Regions from separate parts of the Mus musculus genome. Here region 2 is linked to region 1. The links are chromatin contacts, called in public HiChIP or PLAC-seq maps. All regions are on one chromosome and are shown on one strand. The core of a region is the stretch at or near the end of the contact, and the rest is flanking DNA. Distances in the headings are between cores, read along the strand shown.

Region 1 (6,174 bases), core at 1,143-3,642:
ATATTACCTTTGTCTTTTATTCTTAGTTTTTCCTTATGTGTGTATGTCTGTGTCTGTGGGTGTGTGCACGTGAGTGCAGATGTCTGCAGAGGCTGGAGGCTTCAGATCTCTCTGGCGCTGGGGTTATAGGTGGTTGTGAGCCTCCCAATGTGACTGCTGTGAAGTGGCATGTGGGTCCTCTGCACTCGGACACGTAGCCATTTCTCTAGCCCCCACCTTTTGAGAATGCTTCCAGTGTTATTAGCATAAGTCATTTTCTAGACATTGTATTTACAAATATAAGTAAATATTTACTCCAAGGTGCTCAGAGGGTTTTAAAAGGAAGTACCTCTGGCGTTCCCTTTAGAAGCTGCGCTATGGTGTTTAGGTGGGAAGATGGGGTTGGGAAGGACCAAGACAAAAGATTCTGACTCCAAGTCTAGATGGAAGATGAGGCTCCAGGGGGAGAACAGAGACATGACACAGATCCGCCTGATGGCAGGAGAGGCCCCTCACTCTGGTGAGCCTTCTCTCCTACCCTCTGTCCTTTGACTGGACAGACTGAAGGATACAGGCAAAGGCATGAAACAACCGTAGCTCTGACTTCTTGGAGACCCTGCCACAGTTGGCGAGAACAGGCAGTAACCAAGAGCATGCCAGCTTGCTCTGTTGTTTTCTTTTTCTTTTTTCTATGTGTTTGTTTTTCATGTGTATAAAATGTAGTTGTGAGTGTGTGTATGTGTGAGCGCACACTTGTGTGGATGCCCAGCACATGTGTTTATATGTGTGTAGAAGCCTCAAGTTTATGTACGCTGTCTCTCTGGATCACTTTCTGCTTTATTCATTTGAGGCAGGGTCTCTTGCTGAAGCTAGACCTCACCGATTCTGGCTAGTCTCACTAGCCTTCTTGTGGTTTTCCCTGGGAGCTATTATAAGACATTCTGGCTATGATAAATGGGTATAAAATAGAGAACTCTCCCTTAGAAAGGACTCTGTGTTGTAAAAGGTCTGGAGGTCATGGATGTGGAACTCACTTCCTTGCAAGGGATTGTGCCTGTTTTCTTCTTTCTCCTTTTTACAGGAAACGGATTACACCTATTACGAAGGGCAAGTGCCGTCCAACTGTGGACTACAATTCAGATCCTACTCCTTAAAGCCACTCGGGAAGAACAGCCTGATGCAACCAGAGAGCCCAAGGCCAGAAGAGAAATCTTGAGATGGGAAAGGAAGCAGGGATCTTGGAGAATGCCTGGGTGAGGGGAGAAGGCAGGAGGGTCATCTTTGCTGTAGCCCTGCGGTCAAAAGTCACAGTGTCTACTGGGACAGCAGGGGGACCAGGTATCTTTTGTTACAAGAGATCCATTGTCCTAAGCATTCCAGTCAGCTGGTGACGTGAATTTGGGAGCCAGAGAGCAGGTGGATGGAAGAGGGGGTCGTGGGTGACTTCCTGGAACCCCTTGCACTGTGAAGCTAGAGCGTGGGTACCTAACTCACCGTTGTCCCAGAATGAGGCGGGGAGAGGAGCATTTGTTACGTAGCAGTCTGGGACCTGTAGGAAAACCCCATCTCCATGCTAGGGTGCTCTGGACACTCAACAGAGCCTCGTGCTGGGAGGAGACTGCTGACTTCCAGTGTTCAGCCATTGAAGCGCTGTACCCCACTTTAGCATTGTGGGCCACCAGTGTGGTTAGAGGTGGGTCCTCGGGGGTGAGTGACAACATCCTGTGACGTTCCCCCTCACTGTTTACATCAATGACAGTGGTGGGGGGAGCCAGTTGTCCCCTGGAGAAGAGGATGAGGAGACCTGACAGACTCAGCCACAGAACTTACATAATAAAGCGATTTCAGACATGTTTTCAGAGCCGGTTCTACCAGTTGTTTTCTCACGTGGGTCCAAGTCGTGGTTGTGAAAGAAATGAAATCATGACTGTTCTCTTCAGCATCCGGAGTAGCCAGGACCATCAGCATGCACCCTGCCTAGAGCCCCTTTCATTCCTCATTTGGAGTTTGGATCTTTGGTTTTCTCATCATGGTGAGCTACTTAATAACCGCCCACACCTAAGCTGGCCGGGCTCTTACTCTGGCCCTGGCGTGGTCCTTCATTCTGCAGGTGCTGTATACAGCCTGCTTCTGGGACTTCCTCTTCCAGTAACCTGTATCTCAGGCCCTGCTGATCCACTCTCTAGACACCCCACCCCCAGACTCAGCCAGAGAAAGGGGATCTAACCAAACTGAGGGTAGATGGGTTGTTGGGTGCAGAGCAGACCCCTGGGAGGTGACTGTCCCGGGTCTGGGATGTGGGGCCACTTTTCACGCTGACCTTGCATTCAGGGGTGTGTCCGGAAGCACAGCGTGTCAGGAGATGGTTAAGCTGGCTCTCAGAGCAAAGCAGGATGTTGCAGCTGTGGTAGTTAACGTTCTGTGTCAACTTGTCTGTGTCACGTGGTAGCCAGGCACTGGAATGTGCCTAACCCGGTCACTTGGCATGTGAGATTGACAAACTGCGTACTTTATGTGGGTGGGTGGGTCATGGCCAGTCAGCAGATGCCCACTTCCGTTTCTTGCTTACAAGACTGAGATTTGGAGACACCCTGTGGTGAAGACTCATCTCAATGTAAGGTTATGTCTAGGACTGAAGAGCGAAAGCTATTTTAATGGTAGTTTGGGCTTGGGATGTCTCCAAAGGCCTGGTGTCAAGGGCTGGTTCTGTTGGGAAAGGCTCAGTAGGAGGTCTTTGGATCCCTGGGAACATGCCTGTAAATGGTACTGAAGGACTACCAACTCCATTTTCTATTCTCTTTTCTCCCTGGTTTCTGACCATTTCCTCTGCCACACCCACCCATTACTATACACTGTCTCACCTCAGGACCAAGGGATCATGGATTGGAACCTCTAGAACTTAGAGCTGAAATAAAGCTCTCCTCTTGATCAACATCTCAGGTACTTTGTTACAGAAAGAACGCTGGCCAGCAGAGGGGATATTACAGATTTAAGATACAACTTATGAAATCAGAGAAGGGACTTCCCAAAAGGTTGCTTGAAGCCAGTTTCGGAATGAAAATCACAGGTTCTAGTAAAATTCCCATCACATACACACCTGTGCAAAGTGTACCAAGTTAAAACTTGATTCTCCCGGCTCTGGGCATCAAAGTCCTGGGGTGAGCCAACTATTAAAAAATACAAGTCCATGTGGTTCAATCCTAACAGAAGCTTATCTGGGTCTCTAGTGACTGCAAAGCTAACCACTTAATCCCTGTGGACACATCTGGCTGACAGGAAGGCTGGTAGTGTGCAGAGGAAGGCACTGTGTTCTGCTGGAAGGGTCGTTGTGCCTTCGGCTTTTGGATGAGGACATCGACACAGGAACAATGAGCTTGTCAAAACTGGTTTGTCACAACCGATTGATGAAGCCAGAACACCAGCCAGACCTGACAAGTGTACCTGGTGCCTGAGGACAGAGCCCATCCCTCCTGAGGTGCCAGCATTTCTTCACTGGAATGACAGAAATCCATTTGCTACCCGCTTCCCCCATGTTTTTAGCCCTCATCTGTGGGTGCTTGTGTTCAGACAGGACATTGGAGCTGAATGGCACCAGTGGCGGTGGCTGCGTCCTTGTCCGACTCTACACTGGTCCTCTGAATAAATGACAAAAGACTAGCGTCCAGGCTGTACTTTATTTTACACAAGTGGTGGCCCCAGAACCACAGGGACATGACCTGGAGAGTAGGCACAGTGCCTGAGGCTGCAAGAGCCAAATACAGGGATTCATGCCTTCTCCTTGGTCCCCATGACCAAATTAAAAAAAAAAAAACAACAAATCACACAGCACACATCGCCACACCCATCCCCTCCTTCCTTTCAGCAACAGCCAATTCAGCTTTCTAGCCAAAGACAGTGGCTACAACTGAATTTACAGAGAACCATGCAGCCAAGAAACCAGAGCCACGGAGGGGAGAGGCTTGCGTTGACTTCCCACATGTGCTGTCCCATAGCAGCTGAGTGACCCCACCAAGCCACCGTGTGGTTGGACACTGACAGGACAGGCGATAAGACAAGGCTGGGACCCAGAACACCATGCTTGGAAGACGACCACTTTTCGGGCAAGATATTACTGGAGCCAAACACTAACCTGAGGCTAATGTGACTCAAAATCCCTTCCCTCCCCAGGTCCTGGGGAGTGTCTGTGGAGGGCTGGATTTTGACTATTTTGGGTGACACAGGTTGCTGGCATCATTGCCACAGCTCCAGGTGCTTTGGGATGGAGGCTTGACTTGAGGAATGATGGCGCCTTATACATCACACTAACTAACCTAGCTCGCGTTGACCATTCATCTGCAGCAAGCAGGGTCATCAGTCTGCGAGCGAGTGCACATGCGCAAGGATGCACATGGACCACTAGGAGAGCCCATGCCAGGAATACATGCTGCTCAGACAGCAAAGTGAGGTTACTTCCTTCACAGGCCAAATGGATGAGGTGATTCTGCCTTCCCACAGCCCTGAGTGCACCAGCCTTCACAGGACACAGTAGCACTGTGCAGTATCCCAAGCCCTCGGCCGCATCAGTGAGCATCCTTCAGCTAAAATATGATTCTAAGGGTCCTGGGCTCTGCCAGATAAATGAAAACGACCCAGGAGCTGGCGTGGCGGTGGAGGGAAGGACCACTGATGGACGGTCCCTAGCTACCACCTGGATCATTTAAGCTCCCCCGGCTTTCAACACGAGGCTTTCCCAACGTCTTAAGACAGACAGGCTTCAGGAGCTCTAATGTTCCAAGTGACAGGCGAGAAAACTGCAGCCTCTGGAGGGGCAGGGGTGGTGGGGGAGGAGTGACTGTGACCAGCTCAGCTCTGGAGTTCTGGCTTGCCTTCCAGAACCTGATTCCCCCTCAGACTCTGGGTTTCCAGCTGGGCCAGGCAGTTCTGAAGGTGGGGGCTCTACAACCAACCACTCTTCATCAACAAGGCAGAAGGACCTCAGAGGCCCCTCCCTTGGGAACGGAAATGGAGCTAACTTTCTCTGAGCTTAGGATTTGTAAGGCACTGAAATTAACTAGAGCCGGGGGGGGGGGGGGGGGGAGGGGGGGGGAGGGAACAAAATGGGGGAGGGGGAGATGAGTGACCCTGGATGCTTTCTTTCTAACCCCAGGGAGGGTCCTCACAGTAGCAACAGGGCAGATGCCCCTTTCTCACTCAGTGTGGGGACCGCCCCTAAGTGACACAGTCATGAGCATGTGCCCCCATTGTGACTCAGTGGACTCTAGAGGAGGCCTGGATGGTGGGAGTTAAGAAAGCAAAGCCCAGGAAAGCCAGGCTTCCCACCTTGAGATGTCTTCCAGGAGCAGTCCTGAGTGGGCTCAGTGATGGCTGGGGCAGCTCGAGCACACAGAAGTAGGGCCAGGATGGTCCGAAGATGGCAGAGAGGACTTTGGAGTAGACCTGGCTTTGGCACAGCACATCCTGGGCCTGCCTGCCAATCAGATGCCCCCTGCCCCACCCCCGAGGCCAAGTGGAAGGCTGACCCTCCTTTGCCCTCTCGGGGCTGATGCAAGCTATGCAGGTGAAACTCCAAGGCAACTCCTTCATGGTGTTGGCCAAACCCGTGCAAGGGTGACCTGTGGGGAGCCTGTCTGGACTCAGCTGTTAGATCCAAAGCAGGAGCCAGGCGTGAGGTTGCATGGAAGCAGTGGTGGAAGCCCTTAGTGTGGGGTGACATCCAGCAGGTAGATATTTTTTTTTTTTTACCTCCTTTCACAGATGAACACGGGGCACACAGGGGCCAGGTGACTAGCCCAGAGTCAGTCACACAGCTAACGAGTGGCTAATCTGGGCCTGGGACTTAGGTCTGTCTGACTCCACGTGCTTCCACTTGCCCGAGCCACCCTGGAAGCCATCGGGCTGCCTCGGGGATGTGGAGGGGTTTCTTTTCTGAGACCTGGGAAAGCAGAGAAGCCGGAGCGAGCGAGGGAGAGCAGGTCCATGCAGCTGGCTCCCCAGGTGCCCTGCTCAGTGCCTTGCCGCCTTGCAGATCTTGTCGTACACCTCAGGGAAGGCGTCCTGGCAGCCCAGCTGCTTGCGCAGCTTGTGGTACAAGGAGCCATCGAACATCTCCCAGAATTCCTCGCGGTTCATATAGCAATCGGCGTATAACATTTGGAACCTGCATGGGAGGGAAGGAGTGCGGCGGCGGTGAGGATG
Region 2 (6,174 bases), core at 1,380-3,879, 120 kb before region 1:
TTACAGAGCTAACTCAACCAGCAGCGTTTGCCTCACAAGAAAGACTTCCTGAGTTTGAGCCCCAGAACACACATAAAAACCACTCGTGGTGACATTCATAATCCCAGTGTTGAGGACACAGATACAGGCTTTCTGGCCAATCAGACTAGACCAACTGACCAGCTTTGGATCCTAGCAAGAGCCCTTGCCTCAAAAACCAAGGTTCATAGCTCCTGAATAATACCTCTGGCCCCTGCATGTGCACATGAACACACACACACACACACACACACACACACACACACACACACACACATCTTGCATACACATCTGCCCATATATGATACACAAAAAATGGCGAAAGTCCCGTCCTTTGATATATTTAACTTTCACTAGCATTAGTCGAACATCTACTATGTGTAGGTATTAAATATGAAGTGAAAAAATTAGGACATTTGGGAATTTTAATTGGACAGCTTTCAAAGGCCATGCCTGGCGCTTCTTGCTTGGGTCAGTTCCATGGTTTAGTGGTCTGTCACCAGAAGGGCACCATGGGAATTATTCTCCTGGTGCTCTCCATATGGAATGCGCAGATCAGGGCATAGACTGTTTAGAGTGGTCTTGAACTGAGGGCTTGACATTGATCTGGGCAGAAAGCTGGCTCTCCTAACTGCCCAGTGGGGGAGTGTTCCCAGGCCAAGGGCCTGCATGGCCTGCTGTCAGAGCCCGGAAGTCAGCCCCCAAGCTGGCTCTCACTGGCTCTATGGTCCCCATCCAGAGACAGATTCAGGAGGAGCCGCTGGATTCCCTTTTGAGTCCTGCTCGACGGCAGGCTATGGAGATCCTGGCACAGCTGAGGTATCCCTGTCCTTTCTCTTCCACACTCTGCCCCTTCTCACACCCCTGTCCACTCCGAGCCTTTCCCTCTCCCCCTGCCCAGTTCCCTGTGGACCCTGATACTTCCACACCCGTTGCTCACACCCCACCTTCTCCTGTGGATCTAATCTCGGGTGACCCTCCCTAAGTCAGGTGTCCCCTTCCCCATGCTGCATCCTCTGCCCCCCCCCTCACTCCACACCTGGCATCCTGTCTCTCTCAGTCACACCAAGCCTATCCTGAGCGTGCGGGAGAGGGTGGAGCTGGTGAACACCTGTGTGCGGAGCGTGTTCTCACTGCCCTCCGTGCAGGCCATGCAGGAGAAGGACGAGTCCAAGGCCGAAGTCATCCAGGTGAGCTGGACCCTCCTGGTTCGGCTTTAGGTTTGGGGACATCCTCAGAAGGGACAAGGTTCAGGGGTGAGTGGGGGCTTTCTATAGATGGTCTCCCTTACTCCTTGGCTGAGTGGCCCGGAGCACCTCACGTCACCTGCGACAGTCTGAACAGATACTTGATAGCTATTCAGCAGAAGGGTGAACTGTTGCAGTAATGGCTTCCTTAGGAGGGCCCTGTCCTGTATCAGGGATATAGATAGATGCTGTAAGGCCGTAGGAAGTGGGCAGGATAAGAGGGTAGTACTGAGGACTGTGCTCTATGGAAGAAGACTGGGGGAAACTGGGCAGAGACCTGGAGAACAGAGCCTCAAAGGGGGTTTGGTGAGCATCTTTAAGTCTCTGCAGAATCATTCCTGGAGGTACCACAGCAGGGGATACTAAGGTATAAGATGCAAGGAGAGCTAGGGTCAAGCGGGATGTTGAGTGAGAGGGGGGGTCCAGCTGTTCGGCTACCCTTTCTCTCAGCAGGTATTAGCCATGTTCCTCTCCAGGTCACTACGGTAGTCTCGCAGTAGTGTGACGGTGGAGGAGATGGATGCCATCAAAGAACCCAGTACCCAAAAATCTCCGCAGTAGTCAGTGCTGCAAGCATAAACCATGGGGTATCAAAAAGAGTATGGGATGAGGAACATGGCCTAGGGTGGATGGAGCACGTGGTTTCCTGGAAGAGGGTGGCAGAGAACCTGTACAGAACCCATGCCAACTGCCAGGATGATAAGTGATGTGACTGAAGACTGGAGGGTGGGGGGACAGGGACTCTGACAGGCGTGCTGTATAATAGGTAGGGGTGAGGCCACACAGACAGATAAGATAGCGTCTGGGTTCTGGATTCTCAAGCTGGTGGCCTGAGAGGGCCCAAAGTCATGGCCAGAATCCTTGCTGTGGAAGGAACTGGCAGCCCCTTGTAGTTACAAGTCGTGCCAGCAGAGGGCGGTGGTGTCTAACAAGCTCCCAGCAGCTCTGTCCTCCTGTCCACAGATCCTTTACTACCAGACCTTGGATTCCTTGCAGAAACTTCTGAATGCCCTCTTTATTGAAGACCCCACTCCTACTGGGCTGAAGAGCATCCTGGAGGTGCGGCGTGGGGGGTGGGGGGGTGGGGACGACACGGGGCAAGCAGGGAAAGGGAGAAGGAAGTAGGAAAATGGCTTCATACAAGTGGGAGGTGGGCTCTGAAGGAGTGGCGTCATCCTGAGCCAGTGCCCTGCTTCCATGTTGTATTTTACGCTGTTATTTAGTTTTGGTGACGCTGAGGGTTGGACCCAAACCCTTGTACCTGCGAGGCAAGCCCTCTACCTCTGAGCCACAGCAGAGTCCTGTTCCCTCTTTCCTTGTTTATCTGTATACACAGTCACACTGAATTGCCCAGCACTGCCTTGAACTTTTGATCCTATTATCTCAGCTTCCTGAGTCACTGTCTGCAATTCCCCTACAGCCACTGCTCTTGCCCCACCCCTTTCTCCATTGTTATCCATGTCTCTTCTCTCTTCATTGACCCCGTCCCTTCCTTTGCTCTGAGTCCCCTTCTCAGCTCAAACCCCACCTGTCATTGATCCTCAGGAAGAGAAGGAAGACGGTGGCAAATTGCCTTCTTTCTTCTTCTGGAAGCTTCTTGCAGATTACTGACTTACCCACAGACAGCAGGGGCTGGCAGACAATGGTAGCAGAATCTCTCCCTTGTCCCCACAGCCCCTAGGGCCCTGGATGAACTCTGGGAAGGCCCACGAGCGGGCTCGGGCTGTGAACAGCAACGTCTCTGTGTTGAACCACACACTTGTGACCCTGCCATTCTTAGTGAGTGTTCCTGGGTGTGACCCTGCCATTCTTAGTGGGTGTTCGGGGGTGGGGGCATTCCGGTGACTTCTCAGTTGATCTTCTGCAGCTGGGCAGGTCTTCTTGCCCTGCACTATGTAGCTATAGACTCCCTCCCTGTGATTGTGACACTCACAGATATCCTCGGGCTTCCCAACACTGGGTCTTCTGCTGGGGAGGCTCCTTCTTCGAATCGGGGATCCTGATGAGGAGATCGGACGGGAGGCTCTGGACGGCATCACCATCCTCTACACCATCCTGGATCTCCAGAAACGTATGCCCAAGTCAGGTCCCTAGCCACTGCACAGCTAGGGAGGGGAGCATGGTGGTACGGCTGGGCAGTTGGAGGCAGGCAGAATGGGTCAGATGGGGATTAGGAGCTGATGGGAAACTCCTATCTCCATGGAACCAGGAGCAGAGGTACAAACTAGCCATTGTTTTTCATGTTTGTTTGTTTTTAAGCTCTGGCCCCTGACTTTTAATCCTCCTGACTTAGCGTCTCAGGTACTGGGACTACAGGCATGTACTGCCCTGTTAGACAACAACTCTATCACGACAGGAGCTGTCCTTCAGTTGGCTAAGCTTTCCCATATTGTTCCAACCTTGATTTCTCCTTCTAATGTACCATGTGCACCTAGGTATGATGGCCCTGATGTCTTCTTCCTTTGTCTGTCTTTCCTACTAGACTGTAATGCCATGAGGGTAAGGCAGGATTCTCTGTTCTTTCTGAGTCTAGCCATGGGCTGGCATATGGTCTTATTCAGTGAATATGCATAGGACCTAATGAAGACCAGGTCCTACATTAGAGTCTGGAGCCTGTAAGTGAAAGCACAGCCTGAGGTTAGGTTTCAGGGAGCTCATGAGATGGTTTCCAGGCTGCCTTCAACCTCCTGCCGTTCTTTCTCCTTAGTCCCGATTCTATATCAACCAGGAAACCTTGGCTGGTTTCCTAGTTTCTCCTGACTCTGAAGGCAGAGTGGCCTGCATGTCACACCTGGTTTTGGCTCTCGACTTTCCCAGCTTGAGTGACCTCTTCTGTATATTTTTCTAGATTTTCTCATCTGTTACAGGATTATGGTTGAGTGCTTTTTGAAATATTAAATGGTATTCTTCAAACGAGTTCATGGGAAGAGATCAGCTCAGGGTCCCATGTCATAGGTGCTTGTCGAATAGAACTCTCTTCTCTTCGTGCCCCCCACTTTCTGGGATATGTCTGGGGTCCCTATTCTTTCTCATTGCTAGCATGTGGGGCAATGTTTCCTAAGAGATTTCTCCACTGGCCTGGAGGCATGCATGTCTTTTAAACAGGTGGGTGAAAAGTAGGCTACAGTGTGTCTTTTTTTGGGGGGTGGGGGTTATATTTGAGACAGGGTTTCTCTGTGTAGCCCTCAGTAGACCAGGCTGGCCTCAGAAATCCACCTGCCTCCACCTCCCAAATGCTGGGATTATGGGGTTAAAGGTGTGTGCCACCACTGCCCGGGTCTTTTTAATGTATATAAATACACTGTAGCGATCTTCAGACACACCAGAAGAGGTCCCGTTACATTTGGTTAGGAGCCACCATGTGGTTGCTGGGAATTGAACTCAGGACCTCTGGAAGAACAGTTACTGCTCTTAACCACTGAGCTATCTCTCTAGCTTCGGTAGGCTATAATGTTGATTAGCCCTAGGACAGGGAGAGTATAGTCCAAAGCGAGGCTGCCAATGGTGGCTGGAGATGTGAGACACCCAGATTAATTGAATCCACATTTGGCGGACACGGAGTCATTTTTAATATTTTTGAGTATGATCTGTCCTGCTGCTATTCAGGTTGAGCTGAGTGCCTTGTACTTCTTGGGAGAGCCCCAGGCCACAGTGACGCTGGAGGAGAAGGGCATTAGCTTGGGATGGCCATCTGTGGAAAGTGAAGGGCTGTGACTGGAGCTGGCTCTGCCTGTTCACAGAGCACCAATTCCCTTCCTGCTACCGGAGCATGCTCTGTGCACTCGCACTGCTTCTGTGTGCTCGCACTGCTTCGGTGAGCCTTTCTCGGGCCCAGGCTTTGTGTAGGTCCAGGCAGGACCCAGGCCTGACTCCCTGGGCATAGTCCCTAAAAGTATTTCCTTCCACAGATGACCCCAGAGGCCCTCCTCTGTACCAGGCCCTGCTCTAGATCTGGGGACACAGCTTTGAAAAGAGATTCATTAGGCATCCCTCCCTTCGGCTTACCTTCTCGTTGCCAAGAAACAGACAATAGGCAAAAACAAACAAGAAAAGCACGGAGGAAGTCAGATGCTAAGCTCTGAGGGGACAGGCAGACATTTTCACATGCTCTTGCCAGTGCCAGGCCTGATGGCACATGCCAGCAATCCCAGCCCTGAATGGGAAGTGTGAGGCCGTGCTGGACAAGAGGCCCTGCCTCTAAAAACAAATATACAGGCCTCACACTCACCCTCAGCCTGTGCGGAGGGTGGAGGCAGAAGGCTCAGGAGTTCAAGCCATCCTCGGCTGCACAGTGAGTTTGAGGCCACCCTGGGTCATGTGATCCTCTGTGTATAAACAAAACCAAACAAAAGCAACAATAAAAATTCGGACTCCAACACAATAACAACTCAACCCCCAAATTGTATTGCAAAGCGATGGACATTTAGTGGTTACAGTGCTGCCCAGAGTGTGCCAGGACCTGGGTTCCATCCCAGGACTGAAAGTGAGGAGGCAGGAGGGGGCTCACCTTTAATCCCAGCACTCTGAAGGAAGGGGCAGATGGTTCTCTGTTAGTTCAATGTCAGCCTGGCCTACAGAATGAATTTCAGACCAGTCAGGGCTATATCATGAGAATCTGTTGTTTAAAAAAAGGGGGCAGGGTTGGAGGGATGGGGGAGGAATAAAAGCTCCTGCAGACCAAAATAGCAATAACAAAACGAGACAGATAATGCCTCGGGCTGAAGCAGCAGGAACCCTCACACTGCTGGTGGAAACAGGACTGGGAAATTGTCTCATATATTTTGGGAGGGTGAGCCTGCGCCTACTGTGAGCTAGTGGGTTCTCTCTGGCAGAAGCATCGATAGATTTACCAGGAGGCATGCTATGTGTTCACAGCAGCAGTGTTCAGCGGGCTGGAAGCAGCCAGAGG

What was found. HiChIP or PLAC-seq counts read pairs in DNA pulled down with a chosen protein or histone mark.
Region 2: a contact with region 1 is called in an H3K27ac HiChIP or PLAC-seq map of embryonic stem cells, with 3 times the contacts expected there. The contact joins two enhancer-like sites. A contact is called at or near these places in 3 of 15 datasets of contacts at CTCF or cohesin (the NIH/3T3 cell line, embryonic stem cells and large pre-B cells), 10 of 484 Hi-C or Micro-C datasets (the G1E-ER4 cell line, cerebral cortex, colon epithelium and 2 more), 17 of 115 datasets of contacts at active chromatin or transcription factors (embryonic basal ganglia, embryonic forebrain, embryonic hindbrain and 6 more) and 3 of 9 other capture datasets (adipose tissue, liver and pancreatic islet).

The regions. Positions count from the first base shown.
Region 1 is chr4:106,586,574-106,592,747 of GRCm38.p6, reverse strand. It overlaps Dhcr24 (24-dehydrocholesterol reductase), which reads right to left. Exons shown (of 9, transcript NM_053272.2): 9 at 3,635-6,136. The coding sequence ends at 5,983. It overlaps Lexm (lymphocyte expansion molecule), which reads left to right. Exons shown (of 10, transcript NM_183182.3): 10 at 1,061-1,839. The coding sequence ends at 1,133. Among named protein-coding and RNA genes, the nearest start is that of Lexm, 28 kb to the left of the region's middle. Within about 2 kb of position 2,392, at least 42 of the 459 cell types and tissues checked have an H3K27ac peak or open chromatin away from gene starts, as enhancers often do. A contact at or near this core is called in colon epithelium, embryonic stem cells and liver, where this site is marked.
Region 2 is chr4:106,704,621-106,710,794 of GRCm38.p6, reverse strand. Mroh7 (maestro heat-like repeat family member 7) reads left to right here. Exons shown (of 24, transcript NM_001126487.1): 6 at 758-837; 7 at 1,079-1,208; 8 at 2,229-2,324; 9 at 2,940-3,044; 10 at 3,201-3,336. Among named protein-coding and RNA genes, the nearest start is that of Mroh7, 20 kb to the left of the region's middle. Within about 2 kb of position 2,629, at least 49 of the 459 cell types and tissues checked have an H3K27ac peak or open chromatin away from gene starts, as enhancers often do. A contact at or near this core is called in colon epithelium, embryonic stem cells and liver, where this site is marked.